Linked DNA regions of Mus musculus: regions 1, 2, 3 and 4 are each linked to region 5. Evidence: chromatin contacts called from public HiChIP or PLAC-seq and promoter capture Hi-C data. All regions are on one chromosome and are shown on one strand. Each heading gives the region's core, a stretch centred on a gene start, on an enhancer-like site or on the middle of the called end of the contact. The rest is flanking DNA. Distances are from core to core; before and after follow the strand shown. Region 1 holds the start of Akt1 (thymoma viral proto-oncogene 1). Region 2 has its middle 4.1 kb from the start of Gm26583. Region 3 holds the start of Inf2 (inverted formin, FH2 and WH2 domain containing). Region 4 holds the start of Tex22 (testis expressed gene 22). Region 5 holds the start of Cdca4 (cell division cycle associated 4).

Region 1 (2,700 bases), core at 108-2,607, 160 kb before region 5:
GTGGCGACTAAAAGCCAGAACGAAAAAGATAAGCCAAGAAGAAATCCCAGCTCAGTGACTGTCAGAGTGGGTGTGGCCTGGAGGCAGAGGGCTGTACTGCAAGATCTCTCTCGGTGGATGTCCCCTACCCCCACCCAGCCCCAAGGTCTGCTGATGACAGTCAGCTGTCCAGAGCCGTGTAAAAATAAATTCATACACACGGAGTGAAGAAACACAGCCATGTTAACGCCAATGTCCACATCAAGCCGACTTAAGCATGGGACACTCTTCCCACCATGCCATGCCGTAAGGGCATATGGTTGCTATTGTTAAGTCTTAAGAGTTCAGCCCCTCTGGGACACTGGCCCGTGAGCCACACGCCCAGCTGGGGCCCCACCAAGGCGACTCGCCCTTCACTTTAGTGATGGCTCTAGGCAGTCAAGGCTAGCCACCTGGAGCAAGACCAGGGGCCTGGGGGAAGGAGGAGTTTGGCCACACAGCAGAGGCCCAAGGTTCCACCACCGCCCAACTTAGAAACCAGTCCTCTTTAGACAATTCCATCAGCTCAGCCAGTATCCCGGATCCGGGAGACCGAGTCCACGCCGTCCTCAAGGCCCCCCCCCCCCCCGGCACCTCCAGAAACCACCTAGTCCAGGAAGCAGCTTCCGGGCCCAGGAGGGTTAGCAGTCCTTTGTGGGCTAGCCTGGGCACTGTGCCACCGCGCACAACTTTCTGTCCGTGGGAAATGAGTTCTCCTTCCCAGGGCCCTCCCACCGCACGCAGGCCGCGGGGCGAGCCTTTCTCCTACCCTCGCTGGCCGAGTGCCCGGGCAGCCCCAGGCCCCAGGGCGCACCGGCCCCCACTGCGCACACCAACAGCGCCCCTCTCCCGCGACCTGGCCCCGTGGAGCGGCCACCCAAGGTCACGCAGCGGCCGCCCGCACCCTCGCCGGCGTGGGCCTCCTGCGCGACCAGCCCGGCCCCGCGCGCTCCCCGCCCAGGCCTCCGCTCGGCCACTTCCTGCTCCTACTCCGAGGCGCGGCGCGGCCGGGAACAAAGCGGGGTGGCCGCGGCCCGGAACAGGGCGCGGCGCGGGCACTCACCGGGCCGCCGCGTGCGGGCGACTGGGCCTAGCCGGGCCGCGGCCTCGGGCGCCCGCCGCTCCGCATCCCGCGGGCGGGCGCTGGGCGGGGCCGGCTGAAGGCAGCGGCGTCCGGGCGCGCGCTGCTGGCCGGATCTGGGCCGCCGCGGTGCCGGCCACAGGACGCTGCTCGGTCCGCTCCGCTGGTCCCGGACTCGCGTGCGCTGCCGCGCTGGGCCGGCCGCCCGCCGACTCGGTGCTGCCGCCGCCGCCGCCGGCCCGCCTTCTCCCCGCCCCGCGCCCGCGCCGCCCGCCCACATCCGCCTCCGCCGCCCCGGGCGCCCCCGGCGCGGCCCGCGGCCAGGGCGAGGCACCCCGTGAGCGCGAGCGCGGCCCCGCAGGCGCCGCCCTCGGGTGGCCCCGAGCCAGGGCCACGCGGGTAACGGAGCCCCGCCGCAGATCCAGAGCTCCAGCTCTGGTCTGGGTTTCCCGGTTTGTGGGACCTGGCCCTTCCCTGCCTAGCTCTCCAGACCCCAAGGAGGGAGGCCAGCGTGGGAAGTGAATCAGTTTGACTCTCAAGAGGCCCAACTGTCCCCATCTTGGGAGCCGGGAGAGACCGGTCACCGGTGTCCTAAAGGCCAGCCAACACAAGAAAGAAGGCTATTGAGGGCTCATCCAACCCAGTACTGCCTGCCACAGCAACTGATAAGGACTCCCCAGGTGACAGGGAGGACGGGAGCACACCTGGACACCCAGAGGGGGCAGATTCAGGGGTAGGACTCAGTCAGCCAAGACCTTGCTGTGGACTCAGATGGGTGAGGCTTGGGGGGCGGTTCCTTATGGTGTCCCGGAATTGAAGAGTCAAGGTGGTTCCTGCCTCTTATCCATCCTCAGTCCTTCCCCCTTCGGCCAGCCTCAGCAGTTCCTGCGCAGGGCCCCTCCCTCGTCCCAGAAGCCCGACTTGATAGTAACCCTTTTGTGAATTTACCTTCATGTGTTTGGTATTTTTAACCAGGGGGCATTTTTTGTTTTTCATACAAGGGTCAGAGTTCACCAGGAGTGTAAACAAGAGGGTAGATTTAGTAGTCCACGCTATCGCCCAGGATGGAAATCGGAGCTCCTTCTCGGGCTCCTGGGGCTGACCTGGGAAGCACACCCCACTCCCGGAGAAGAACTCACTCTCCTCTCAGCCACGCCCCATACCCTTCAGACGGGGATGGGGATGGGGGGCTCTGTTCTGTGCCCTATCTGCTGCACAGCTGCCCCAGCTCAGAGAGCCTCCAGGGCGCTAAGTCAGAGGCTCAGCAGCAGTTCTGTTCTGCTCCAGCAGTATCCCTGACCCTGAGAGTGGCCTTCAGAGGCTGAGAGTCACACAAATATCCATCACTCGCCCAGCAAACCTTCACCCCAGGCCCCCAACTCCTCCTCTCCTACTTCCCCCATCCCGTTGCTACACAGTTAGAGCCAGCAGGGCGCCCTCTTGTGGAACACAGCAATTTCTGGCTGTTCTCTAGTGACCCTTCTCACTCGGATGCTCTTCCTGGAAGCCACTGTTGGAGACAGCTCCTACCTGTGGTGAGCCCTGTTTCTATGCAGTAACCAGTCCCGCCTCCCTTCTTTGTGTCTCTATCTTCCCCCGAG
Region 2 (2,700 bases), core at 182-2,681, 130 kb after region 5:
TCTTCACTAAAGTCAAGGTCTTCCAGGGGCTGGCCCAGGCTTGGCTCACTAGACTGGAAGGACTCCCAAGAAACCACCCTAGACCCAGTTCCAGCTACTGCCTAAAAGTCCATTGTCCACAGCTCCTGAGTTGGCCTTGGAAAAGGGAAAGAGAGAAAGAGGGAGTCCATTGGTTTTAGATTGGGACCCTGTCTGGTGTGCACACTTGAGCACCCAGAGCTCTACTGCTCTATGCTGAGAAGAGAGCAATTAGAACCCAGGCTATCCATCATGCAGGAAGCAATCTCCATGAGGTACCAAACAGTCTCCCTTTACTTAACTCCTGCTCTACACCTCTTAGAAGGGAGGCCAGAGAGAAATTCTGGGTCTAACAGGTATCCTAAGATGCACGTACCCCACTACTCCACTTCCTCACTAACACCATTGAGGCCCTGCTTCCCTGGTCTCTGGAGTTTCTTGTAGGGTACCTACCATCTAGAGGTATTACAGAGGCAAAGATATATCCAGCTAGATCCATGCCCATTCCATGTATTCTCTCACACTGTCAAGGTGTATCCATCCCCTGGTCCTAGACAGGTATCTGGGCAAAGGATGTGGCCAAACCTCAGTCTCCACCTTCTAACTATGTATAAAAGGAGTGCCCCAACCCCACCCCACACAGGGCTTGTTCCACTCCTGCTCAGTAGTGTACAGAGGACAAAGCACCTGATCAGAGAACCCAGGTCCAGGGCAGGCTGGACAGGCTTCTCAATGGGTACAATAGCTCAGGAGGGAACAGCTCCAAGTGGGAACAGTGCCTCACAGCCTTGCACGGCTGCAACTTCTCATTCTGTGGCCCAGTTCCCTCTAAAGACAGAAACACGCTCTGCCAAGCCTCACATGTCTAGGTTTACAGGAACCTTGCTGACTGCTACTGTATTGCCCCAGTGATCCTCAGTTTGCAGAGGATGGTGGCAACCATGAAGTACTAGGTTCCTCAGTTTAGGGGGCTGGCAAGACACTTGGATAGTGTACCATACATGTAGTGTCCCCTGCACCTCCCTCCTCCTGGCAGGAAGACAGAAGGCAGAGGAGGCTGGGAGATATAAGCTATCCTGTCTGCTCAGCACTCAAGTGTGCATACCACACAGAGTCTCAGTCTAGAATCCAGGATCCAATGGATTCCCTCATTTCCTAATTCCCTCTTCTAAGGTCCAGTGTGGTAAGGACTAGTTTTTCCCAGGAGGCTATCTGAGGCACTGCTCTGCACTCTGAGAAGACCCCAGGCAGGAGGATTCTGTTGTGATAACCCCAGTCAGAAAAAGCAGGCAGAGATGGACTAATTGCATGCACAGTGGGGTCATCCAGACCCAGTGCTCCTTGAGCTTCACACTAGTGCTGCTCATAGACACACACAAGGCTATGACCTCAGCTCAGAAGCATCCTGCCCATTTCACGGCTGCCCCCTACTGGGCCCTTCCTCCTCAACACCCGGCTCTCCCCAACCCAGGTCCCACATTTCAGGACACACACACACACACACACACACACACACACACACACACACACTTTGCTACTCACCTATCTCCTACGGACTGTCCTCACTCAGCACTGTCCACCTCCCTACACCCCTGTGTTCTAACTCTATCCGTGGTAGTGAGCAACTCATCTAACTACCTTACAAGAGCGCTCCAGCCTTCCCGGCCCTTGCTCCATTTTCCAGACCTTTCCTCCTGCTGGCTCCTGGGCAGACAAGGCACAGCTGGGGAGCAGGCCTCCTCCCACTTCTCCTCCCAGGGCACTTGGTTCTTTTTCCTGAGCTCCCACCTCCCACCCCTCACCCTGTACTCTCTCCATGCCACAGGCAAGTCCTGCTGTATAAAAACGTACAAACATACTAAAACTGTTCTCCCCTACCACAGTTGTGATCTCACTTCTGGGAAGGGCCTTTGAGCCTGGTTCCATATCCCCATACACAATCCCAAAGCATCGTGCAGTCTTTCCGTCACAATCACTTCCTACCTGTCTGACCATCCACTCATCTGCAGCCGCCACAACTCACCACCTCAGGCCTGGCCCCCACAACTCACCACCTCAGGCCTGGCCCCCACAACTCACCACCTCAGGCCTGGCCCCCACAACTCACCACCTCAGGCCTGGCCCCACAACTCACCACCTCAGGCCTGGCCCCCACAACTCACCACCTCAGGCCTGGCCCCCACAACTCACCACCTCAGGCCTGGCCCCCACAACTCACCACCTCAGGCCTGGCCCCCACAACTCACCACCTCAGGCCTGGCCCCCACAACTCACCACCTCAGGCCTGGCCCCACCTCCTGATCTGAAAGCCAAGTGGTCTGCATGCAAGGCTGCATCCAGGGAAGGGAGGCCGGAGTTAACTGCACCGAGGGCACTCTGTAGACCTTCTCGTGAAGAGGCCCAGGAGACAGCTTGCAGGCTTCTTGGCAGAGGGTTCTGTGCAGGAGGACTAAAGGTTCATTCTAACTGATGGGGCAGGGCCAGAACTCCACACAGACTGTGCTAGACATCAACAGGAAGCTGCACACAGGTGTACATGGCCTGCTGGTCTCACTTCCTGGGTGCTGCTGATAAACCTCACTAAGACGCTACTGGGTAGCCACAAGGACTCGTCCTAAGCAGGAGGCTGAGGCCTAAGATGCTCCGGGCAGTTCAAGACAATGAATGGACACCGGGAACGGT
Region 3 (2,700 bases), core at 37-2,536, 240 kb before region 5:
GGGCCGCACCTCCCTCAGGGCCACTGCAGAAGAACCTGGAAAGATGACACAGTTCCCAAACACAGCCACTGCGGTCTCATGGGGGGATGAGGGAATGAGGGATGGTGACAGGCTGAGGCCAACAGTCCTCCAGGCTGGGGCCATAGTCACATTCCTCCTTTTGGGTAAATAAACACACCCTCTGACCAAAGGCCCAGGACAGAGTGAGTAAACCTTGCTGACCCCTTCCCAGAAGGAGCCACCAGACCTAGGTGATGTTGGGTAACCAGAATTGCAGCCCAGACAGAAGGTCTCTGTGCTGAGCGTTAGTGGGGCTGAGTGGCTCATTTGGTGGCTGCAGGGACTGTGCATTCTAAGAACAGCTGAGTCCCACTACAGGAACGGCCAAGACTTACATCCCAGGCTGGGCAGTGTCCAAGAGCCAGTCAGCACCTGCCTTGGCGGTGCACACCAAGCACTTTGGGGCCATCCCAACACTGGCTAGCTATCAAAGGTTGCTTTTGGCCCTGCGCTTGAGATGATAGGGCCGAGCAGGGGGCACAGAATACTGAGATGGACATTTACAGGCAGCCAAGGCTGTGCTTAATCCCATGTGGCAGAAGAGCACATAAACCCCCAAGCATGATGCTGTGTCCAGGATAGAATGGCTACAGGAGATCCAGAGCCCTTCACTCTGCCCACCCGCCACATGCCCTCCACCCAGCTTGGAAGATTCAAGGCTCAAGTAAGTGGAGACCCTTTATTCACGTTCATAAACCTTTTAAAGGTACAACTTCAAGCTGGAGAAACTGAGGGCGCACAGCCCAGGCTAGGGCCAGGGAGAGCACTTCAGCAGGTCCTCAGGACAGAGCTAGAAACTGGAAATAGCTACCTCCAGTGAAAAAAGGATGAAGGTAGGGACATCGGAGGACTCTCAAGATCAGCAGCCTACAGCAGGGCTCCCGTGTGGGAGGCAGAGCTGGACCAGAGGTGGTGGAGAACCTGACCAACTCGTGAGTCCACCAGATGGCCAGCGTAGGGGAGAGATAAGGAACGTGCTAGGGAGCCTGGGCGGGAACTGACAGTGAGGTCGGAGGCAAAAGGGCCATTCCCAGCAGGTCTCTAGAGAGTCCCGGAATGTCCCATTCCTTTTCATCTCTCCGCCCCCGCAGAGATGCCAGACCCGGGTGGGCAGGGCTTCCTTGGAGACCCCACCCCGCCCCGCCCCGGGCAGCACCGCCCCCCACGTGGCCGCCGCCGGGTGGGGCCGCACCTCCCCTTCCTCCCTCCAGCCCCGCCCGGCCCGCGAGCGCGGTTAGACTGTGCGGAAAGCAGCCGCGAGGCCGCCGCCCGCAGCCCCAGACGCTCCGGCGCCGGGACACAGCACTCTGCACCATCTCTCGGCTGTACCCCCACCCGGTAAGTCCGCGGCTTCGGGCTAGCCTGGAACGCAGAGGGAAACCGAGTCTGGGGGCAGTGAGGGAAATGGTTGGGGTTGAGGAGCGGACTGCCGCGTGTGCACCAAGGTGGCCAAGAACCTGGTCCCGCGCTCTTGGCCCTCGACTACGGGCTGATATGGAGATGATGCTCACTGCTCATAGGGTGTTTGCTCCGGGTCGGACTGGAGGAGTTCCCCCACCTTGCGGCTACCACATCCTGACCATGAATCAGCCACAGTTGAGAAAATAAACTTCAACTGGAGGTCCGCCTCCGGGATAGCACAGGGCGAGCTTGCGGCCCCGCCCTGACAGCTAGCTTCTAAAGATGCCCGCCGCCGGTGGGCTAAGGCAGACCTGAGAGAGTGACACAGCTCTGTTTCTTGTGGCTACCCCTGTCTACCCTCCTCCTGGGCAAGGACGCTGGGAATGAAGGTGATCTTAGCAGAAAGCCCAACTATGCTTTGGTGGACTCCCTAGAGGACTATGGGATGGAGAGCCGTCTATGGGCCCGTGTGTCCCGTCTTCTAACCGCTCAGTGCCCGGTGGCACACGGTGACAGGTTGGACACACCAGGAGTCAGCGGCAAAAATGACCCTGCTCCTTCCTGCCTTGGGCTCCAGGTCAGTGCACCCACTCTAAAGCTTGCACGCCCGGGTCGAAGCCAGAGTTGGGAAGTCCCTCCTTACCCGTCCTCTCTGGGCCTCAATTCCTTCTCTAAACTTGAAGGGTGAGGAGAGTGTCTCAGACTGTATCCCTTCAGGGTGTCACCCAGGGCAGGGGGCATTTGGGAAGCAGACACTGTAACCCCTAGAGCAAAAAAAAAAAAAAAAAAAAAAAAAAGGTGTTTGTTCCAAGGCTGGAGACTAAGGCTTCTCCCTGTCCCAACCCATTGGTTGGGGAGCAGCTGTGCAAGTTGACCTAGCTGGGGGTCCCCCTAGGACCAGGTAGGAGTTGCCCTGCCTGGCTCTGCCTTCCTACCTTTTCCTGGCGGTCTCTAAGCTTCCCTCCCTGGTACCCAAGCAGGCTGTTGGCAAGGGTTCTGCTCCTGAGGGGTTAACCTCCAGCTGAGGCCCCTCATTTTGTGGGGGTGCTGATGGCTGTCTAGCTAATTGCACCCATCTCGCTGTGCTGAGACCTGAAAGCACCTACCTTAAATAGACTCGTTCACCTTCTACCAAAGTGCACTTGTTACAGGGGAAAGTTTTCAGGCTTATGAAAGCTGTTGGAGGAGGCAGGAGAATTGCAGGATGGTGGGTGATGGGGACACCTGTGGGTGCAGGCA
Region 4 (2,700 bases), core at 193-2,692, 240 kb after region 5:
TCGCCCTTCCTGGGGTGAAAGATGGCAGGTTTTTATTTACTTACCTCCCTTATTGACTTGCTGAACAGGGTCTATTTGTCCTGGATAATAGGTCCCCAGGTCCCTGGGTCCAGGGCTTCTTAGTGGAACTCCTGGTGAGGTATTCTCTGAAAAGATCTTGTGCTGAGTCAGGCCACTGTAATCCTTGGAGCCTAAGAGCCTAGTTTACCTGCCCCTTGTGTTTTTTCCCAAAAGTCAACCTTCATATGAAACATTTGACCTAGATTTCTAGCCTTGAGGCCACAGGGGTTCAAGCTCTTGCCTGAGGGCAGCCCTTTTCCAGAACCTTCCCCTGTACATACGTGCTCCTTCCTTGACTGGTTCCAGGGGTCTGACTTTACACACACAAGAGGAAGGTGTAGGCAGCGTCTTTGTCCCACAGCTGGCCCAGGGTGGAGTCAGGAAAGCCTAGCACCTGAGCACCATACACCTTCCCCCCAACCCCCACCATGGCAGTGCTAGGTGCAGACCTAGACAGCAGTCCTTCCTCCCTGTGCCTCACTCCCCCAGTGGTTAGAGAGATGGTCCATTTTCCTTGCCTACCTCATGGAGCTGTAATGAGAAGTCATGGAGAAGCACTTTGTCCCTTTGAAGGATGACACCAAAGCCCCCCTGACAGGCAGTGCAGTGGTACGAACCGCAGAGTGTGTTTGCATCCGAAGCTCTGAGGCATCACCCTCAGAGCCTGCCAGTCTTAGAGGTCCCTGTCAAGCAACACCAGTTGCCATTGCTCATTGCTGTCAGTTGGGGGCCCTGCCTCTACCTTCAAGTTGGTTCCTGCCACCACCCTCTGAGTACGCAGCTCAGTATCACTGTAAAGGTACCAGTGCTGGGAGGTGGGGGTGGGGAGGCGTGGGGAGGCGGGAGGCTCAGCCCTGAAGCAATGGCTTGCCCTAGCCTTATCCTGCAAGCCTCACTTCTTCCTCTAGCCTCCATCTCAAATGAATTCCGCATAAAAACGTCCTGGCACTTCTCCCCAGGGCCAGGGTACTTGCTCCCTAAATCCCTGTGCCCTTCAGAGACTGCTCTGTCCTGGAAGGGGGCCAGCAGAAGCTGACAGCCTTGCGTGAGGATGACTCCGTTCGCTTCTGCAGACTGCCCAGCGCGCTGTGACTGATTTCTAGAGTGTGTATGTTGCTAGTTTTGTTTTTGTTTTTTTAATAAAAAGCAGGATTCATGTAAATAGCTTTTTTTGGGAGCAGATACTGATCTGTCCCATGCGACCATGTGGACGATTTCAAGGTGCTGAAGCGACACTAATAAACTGACGGCGCTCAGGCCGCCCACTGCTGTGATTTCTCTGAATGTGTTGGGGCCATGCGGCTTGAACGCTGGGGCGCACGCGTGGAGGGGGCGGAAGCGGCCGCGGAGGGCGGGGTCTGTAGGACGGAAGCTCCGTCCCTCTTCCCTAGAGCTCTGTCCTTGGATCCAGCTTTCTCAGGCTGGTGCTGAAGGTCCTAAGTCAGCCTCACCAGCCAGCTCTGTTTACCTGGACCCACATGAGCGTTCACAGGCCACACGACCCTCCACTCCCTGTGCAGACCCTTCTGAGCCTGGGCTCACCGGCTGATCCATTGTCAACCGGAGCTCATTAAGCCCCCCTCATCTGTCCCGGAGCCTACAGAGCCCTTCCCAGAGCCCTCTGGGCGAGCTCTGCATCCGCGTGGGAGCGGGTGACCCAACTCCCACATACCTTCACTGCTGCCCTTAACTGACTTCCACAGTTCATACCCACGGAGAGGGTGGGAAATGAGAGCTCAGGTTGGCGCTGAGCCTGGGCCTTGTGTGGTAGGGTTGTCCAAGACAGGAGGAGGCCTATTGAGGGTGGGATCCTAGGACTGAAGAGCTTGTCAGGACCGCAGAAGGAGCGCCCCCTGCGAGGAAAAGCAGACCAGGTGGTTCGGTGAGAGCAGAGAAGGCTAGGCTAGCATCTATTTCTAGGCTACTGCTGTCCCTGGGGGGATGCTGGTGCGGAGGATAATGGCCACAAGACCTGGGAGAGAAAGTCACAAGGGACCCCGCTACTCGGCAAGAGTAGTCACTAGGTAGAAGGCGGCCCCAGCAGGGCCTGCCATCATCTGCTTTAGGGATCTGCCGTGGCAGCAGGAACCCTGCTCAGTTCCCTTCCTGCACCTTGCCCCACAGCCCTAGTCGAGGGAACTGCAACCTGCTGTACTTAGAGATGGACAGCAGGCAACAGCGCCCCCAGAGGAAGACGCTACAGTGGCAGCTTGCTCAAGAGCAAAGACAACAGTCACCCCCACAGGGGCTTGCCGTGGCCTCCAGCCAGCCAGACACCAAGAGCAAGCCTCAGGACGACTTGCAGACCCAAGACTGGGTAAGCAGTTAGGAGAGTCTTCCGAGAACCCAGGCTTTTAGGTGGACTGGTTGGAAAGGGACACCGAGAATGGGCCTCTGGGACAAGAGGAAAGGACTGAATGGGACTGGAGGAAACATTTAGTTTTTAGGGCTTGCTTCTCCAACTACTCAGGCTAGGCTCGGAGGTAGACTTCCTCTGGTGGACACCAGGCAGAGAGAGGTCGCCTAAGGTCAGAAGGAGTGTGCCACACATACCCACATCAGCTCGTGCAGTGTCCCTGACCCCTGCTTTGAGGTCCCTCCAAAGGTGACAACTGTCCTGCAGGGCTGACCAGTAGCCCC
Region 5 (2,700 bases), core at 98-2,597:
AAAACGAAAATCACAACTGTGTTAAAATACTTCCTCAAAGAGCAACTGGGGCGAGGGACTAGTTGGAAAAATCCTGGGGCCAGTGAACTTGATGGTCCTTTGATGGAGTTTATTGTCCCACTACGTCTGCTTCAGACTTTGTATCAGTGACCCTTGGAAGGATGTGGGGCTTTCTTATGCCTGCCTGCCTGCCTTCCTTTTAAGACTAGCACCTCTAAAATGGGGAGATTTCTGAATGCATTAGGTTGATGAGACAAACGACTATGCTTGCAGAAAACGTTTCCCAGAATCGTTTAGATCAGTGTCCAGCTCAGCTCTGCCATCTCGTATGTCAGATACAAAGGCCACCAGGAGGAAATACGCGGGTGCTGTACGTCTGTTTCAAGTGCTGGAAGAAGTCCCTTCCCTGGTGACCCTACCTAGGGGAGAAAAACTTTAGAAAAGGTTTCTGGAGGCTTTTTCTAGTTACAATTGGCCTCAGGACAGGCTAGCAAAGACAGAGCCCGGGTTCCGGCCAAGTTCCACCGATGCCAGGCAGTACCTACTAGGCCATAAATGATGAGTTTGGAAGGAAGTGGGGTCTACTGCAGTAGGGGAAGGGCAGGCAACACAAGACACTTCTCAAGGGAATGAAAATCCAAGAAACAAAGAAAAGAGCGCAAGGCCAACACTCACCAGGCGGGCGGCTGCACGGAGCCCACCCAGCCCTCCCGGAATCGGGAATCGGTCCCTGGCCAGCAGACAGACGGTTGGGGCTCGGCGCTGCTAAAAGCCAGGGAAGGTCCAGTCCCCCGAAACTGCGCACAGCAAGCGGCGGCCAGCTCGAAAGGTGAGGTGGAAGACCGACGCGGGGTGAACCAAAGAAGAGGGGACCGCGGAGAAAGGCAAGGCCACGGGAGGAAGAGAGAGCGGAAGCAGGGGAGCGTGGGCGGAGGGCGGGACGGCCAGCTCAGACCCGCCGCTCCGGCTCTCGGTATGTGTCACTCAACACGCCGCGGCGTCGTGAGCGCCGAAGGGCGGCCGGCGCAGGAAGCCCGAGGACCCTGAGGCCGCCCGACCGCCCCGGGGGTGCTCTGCGCCGACGCCGCCCATGCCGCAGAAGCTCGAAGGCGCAAACCAGCTACACACTTACCGGCGCCGCAAGGCAGACCCCGCCACTCCTTCGGGCACCCGGATCGGTCAGCGCCCACAAAGGGTCGCCATGGCGCCGCCGCACGAGCGCCGATTGGTGGCGTGCGGGGTGGAGCTTTGTTCAAACCCACGCAAGGCGGAGCCTCGCCGGCCGCGTCTCCCGCGCTTCGGCCTCAGCCGTTAGGCTCGCGCGCTGGGCCGCCCCGCCCCCGTTCCCAAGTCTCCCCGCGCCCCGCCCCGCCCCCGATCCCTTGTTTGTCGACGGCTCGACCCGTTCCCAGGGTTCCGCGCGCTCCGCTCCCAGGGTTCCGCGCGCCTGGCCACCGCCCCAGTTCCCAGGTCTCCTTGCGCCTGGCCCCGCCCCCAGGGTGCTTGCCGCGCCCCCTCGCGCCGGTGCCCGAGTCTCCTTCGTTATCCTGGCCCTCCTGACTCACAGCGGGGCGGTTAATGCCAGCCCTGGGCATGGCCGATGTCTACACCTTCTCTGAGACATAGAAGGGTTGAACGAGGCTCGGTGGTGGCATCCCTGAACAGGTCCTGGTTCGAGTTCCAACTGAGAAAAATTAAAATATAAGGTCCTGGTAGTGCACAAGATCTTAACGAGGACACCAAGTCCGGACGGCGTTGGTTGGGGGATGGAGTGAGGTGGGAAGGTGAGTGGATGCAGAATGTTCAGTGGGGATGCCACATTAGCACAGGGAGCAAGCTCGTTTGCTGGAAAAGACTGGAAACTCCTTCCGACCGGGACTTCTAATGAATGAGCGTTCGAGAGAAAAACCGGTGCCATAAGAGAAAGTATACGGCATACACATCACATCGTGTCTTTGTGGCTTCGTGGTTCACCTAAGCTCACTAATGCATTCCCATTCCTGGGCATACTTGCCCTTTATTTGATGGAAAGGCATGCCATCAAACTTTGACCTGGATACTAGCATGGTTTTTCTTTTGAATTACTATTATTTTTGGATTTACTTATCTGTGTGTGTCATTGTTTTGTCTGCATGTATGACTGTATTTCATGTTCGAGCCTACAAGTGATTGTGGGCTTCAGTGTGGGTGCTAACAACCTTATCAGGTCCTTTGTCAGAACAGCAAGTATTCTTAATCCCTGAGTGTCTTGAGTAAGCTAACGTGTAGTTAGTATAACAAGTAGTGTAACAAAAGTTATGTTTCATTATGCTGAGGGTCATTCACACTCTCAATTCCTATGTGGTCCTAAGCCTGTCTCCCCAACACTGCTCACCTGTCTAGGTATCTTAGCTGAAGGTCAGGTCCAGGCTCTAACATAAGTCTCTGATCCTGGAAGGTTCAGGATCCTAGGGAGACTCTCCAGCTGCAGGGCAAATCAGGGTGGCTTCTCTCCAGATGTGCAGGACAGAGCATTGTTCTTGGTCTCTGCTTACATACTGTCCAGTAGATATGGGGTACTAGGACTGTGTCTGACTATCTTGAGTGAGCGATGTCACTGGGTTCTGGTTGCCAGGTGCAGCCTTGGGTGTAGTGGGGTTCCTGACTACGCTATTTTTACATGTGGGTCCTAGGGATCTTAGGTTCGAGGCTTGGTGCTAA

The links. HiChIP or PLAC-seq counts read pairs in DNA pulled down with a chosen protein or histone mark. Capture Hi-C pulls out chosen DNA fragments and counts their contacts.
Region 1: an H3K4me3 HiChIP or PLAC-seq map of the SCID.adh cell line shows a contact between it and region 5, with 17 read pairs. The contact joins the promoter of Akt1 here to the promoter of Cdca4 in region 5. A contact is called at or near these places in 13 of 39 promoter capture datasets (the 3T3-L1 cell line, the SN4741 cell line, cranial neural crest and 10 more), 13 of 484 Hi-C or Micro-C datasets (the G1E-ER4 cell line, Th1 cells, cardiomyocytes and 5 more), 9 of 115 datasets of contacts at active chromatin or transcription factors (the 230-238 cell line, the SCID.adh cell line, bone marrow-derived macrophages and 5 more) and 2 of 9 other capture datasets (adipose tissue and liver).
Region 2: a contact with region 5 is called in an H3K27ac HiChIP or PLAC-seq map of microglia, with 3 times the contacts expected there. The contact joins the enhancer-like site here to the promoter of Cdca4 in region 5. A contact is called at or near these places in 6 of 484 Hi-C or Micro-C datasets (B cells, CD4 T cells, cardiomyocytes and 3 more), 15 of 115 datasets of contacts at active chromatin or transcription factors (CD8 T cells, the SCID.adh cell line, bone marrow-derived macrophages and 10 more) and 3 of 9 other capture datasets (adipose tissue, liver and pancreatic islet).
Region 3: an HNF4G HiChIP or PLAC-seq map of pancreatic cancer cells shows a contact between it and region 5. The contact joins the promoter of Inf2 here to the promoter of Cdca4 in region 5. A contact is called at or near these places in 1 of 484 Hi-C or Micro-C datasets (embryonic stem cells) and 3 of 115 datasets of contacts at active chromatin or transcription factors (embryonic stem cells and pancreatic cancer cells).
Region 4: a promoter capture Hi-C map of liver shows a contact between it and region 5. The contact joins the promoter of Tex22 here to the promoter of Cdca4 in region 5. A contact is called at or near these places in 8 of 39 promoter capture datasets (the 3T3-L1 cell line, cranial neural crest, fetal liver and 4 more), 1 of 484 Hi-C or Micro-C datasets (uterus), 5 of 115 datasets of contacts at active chromatin or transcription factors (the SCID.adh cell line, effector CD8 T cells, embryonic stem cells and 1 more) and 3 of 9 other capture datasets (adipose tissue, liver and pancreatic islet).

The regions. Positions count from the first base shown.
Region 1 is chr12:112,672,919-112,675,618 of GRCm38.p6, forward strand. It overlaps Akt1 (thymoma viral proto-oncogene 1), which reads right to left and starts at 1,358. Exons shown (of 14, transcript NM_009652.3): 1 at 1,082-1,358. It overlaps Gm30150 (a long non-coding RNA gene), which reads left to right and starts at 1,558. Exons shown (of 3, transcript XR_381988.3): 1 at 1,558-1,779; 2 at 2,101-2,634.
Region 2 is chr12:112,957,055-112,959,754 of GRCm38.p6, forward strand. It overlaps a transcript of Brf1 not described here. Among named protein-coding and RNA genes, the nearest start is that of Gm26583, 4.1 kb to the left of the region's middle. Within about 2 kb of position 1,432, at least 67 of the 459 cell types and tissues checked have an H3K27ac peak or open chromatin away from gene starts, as enhancers often do. A contact at or near this core is called in B cells, CD8 T cells, effector CD8 T cells and 6 more, where this site is marked.
Region 3 is chr12:112,587,498-112,590,197 of GRCm38.p6, forward strand. It overlaps Inf2 (inverted formin, FH2 and WH2 domain containing), which reads left to right and starts at 1,287. Exons shown (of 23, transcript NM_198411.2): 1 at 1,287-1,398.
Region 4 is chr12:113,073,060-113,075,759 of GRCm38.p6, forward strand. It overlaps Tex22 (testis expressed gene 22), which reads left to right and starts at 1,443. Exons shown (of 3, transcript NM_001361919.1): 1 at 1,443-1,800; 2 at 2,185-2,377. The coding sequence starts at 2,222. It overlaps Pacs2 (phosphofurin acidic cluster sorting protein 2), which reads left to right. Exons shown (of 24, transcript NM_001081170.1): 24 at 1-1,342.
Region 5 is chr12:112,828,174-112,830,873 of GRCm38.p6, forward strand. Cdca4 (cell division cycle associated 4) reads right to left here and starts at 1,348. Exons shown (of 2, transcript NM_001359234.1): 1 at 1,133-1,348. It overlaps Gm52009 (apical junction component 1 homolog), which reads left to right and starts at 528. Exons shown (of 2, transcript XM_030247054.1): 1 at 528-537; 2 at 835-2,103. The coding sequence starts at 528. The coding sequence ends at 1,619.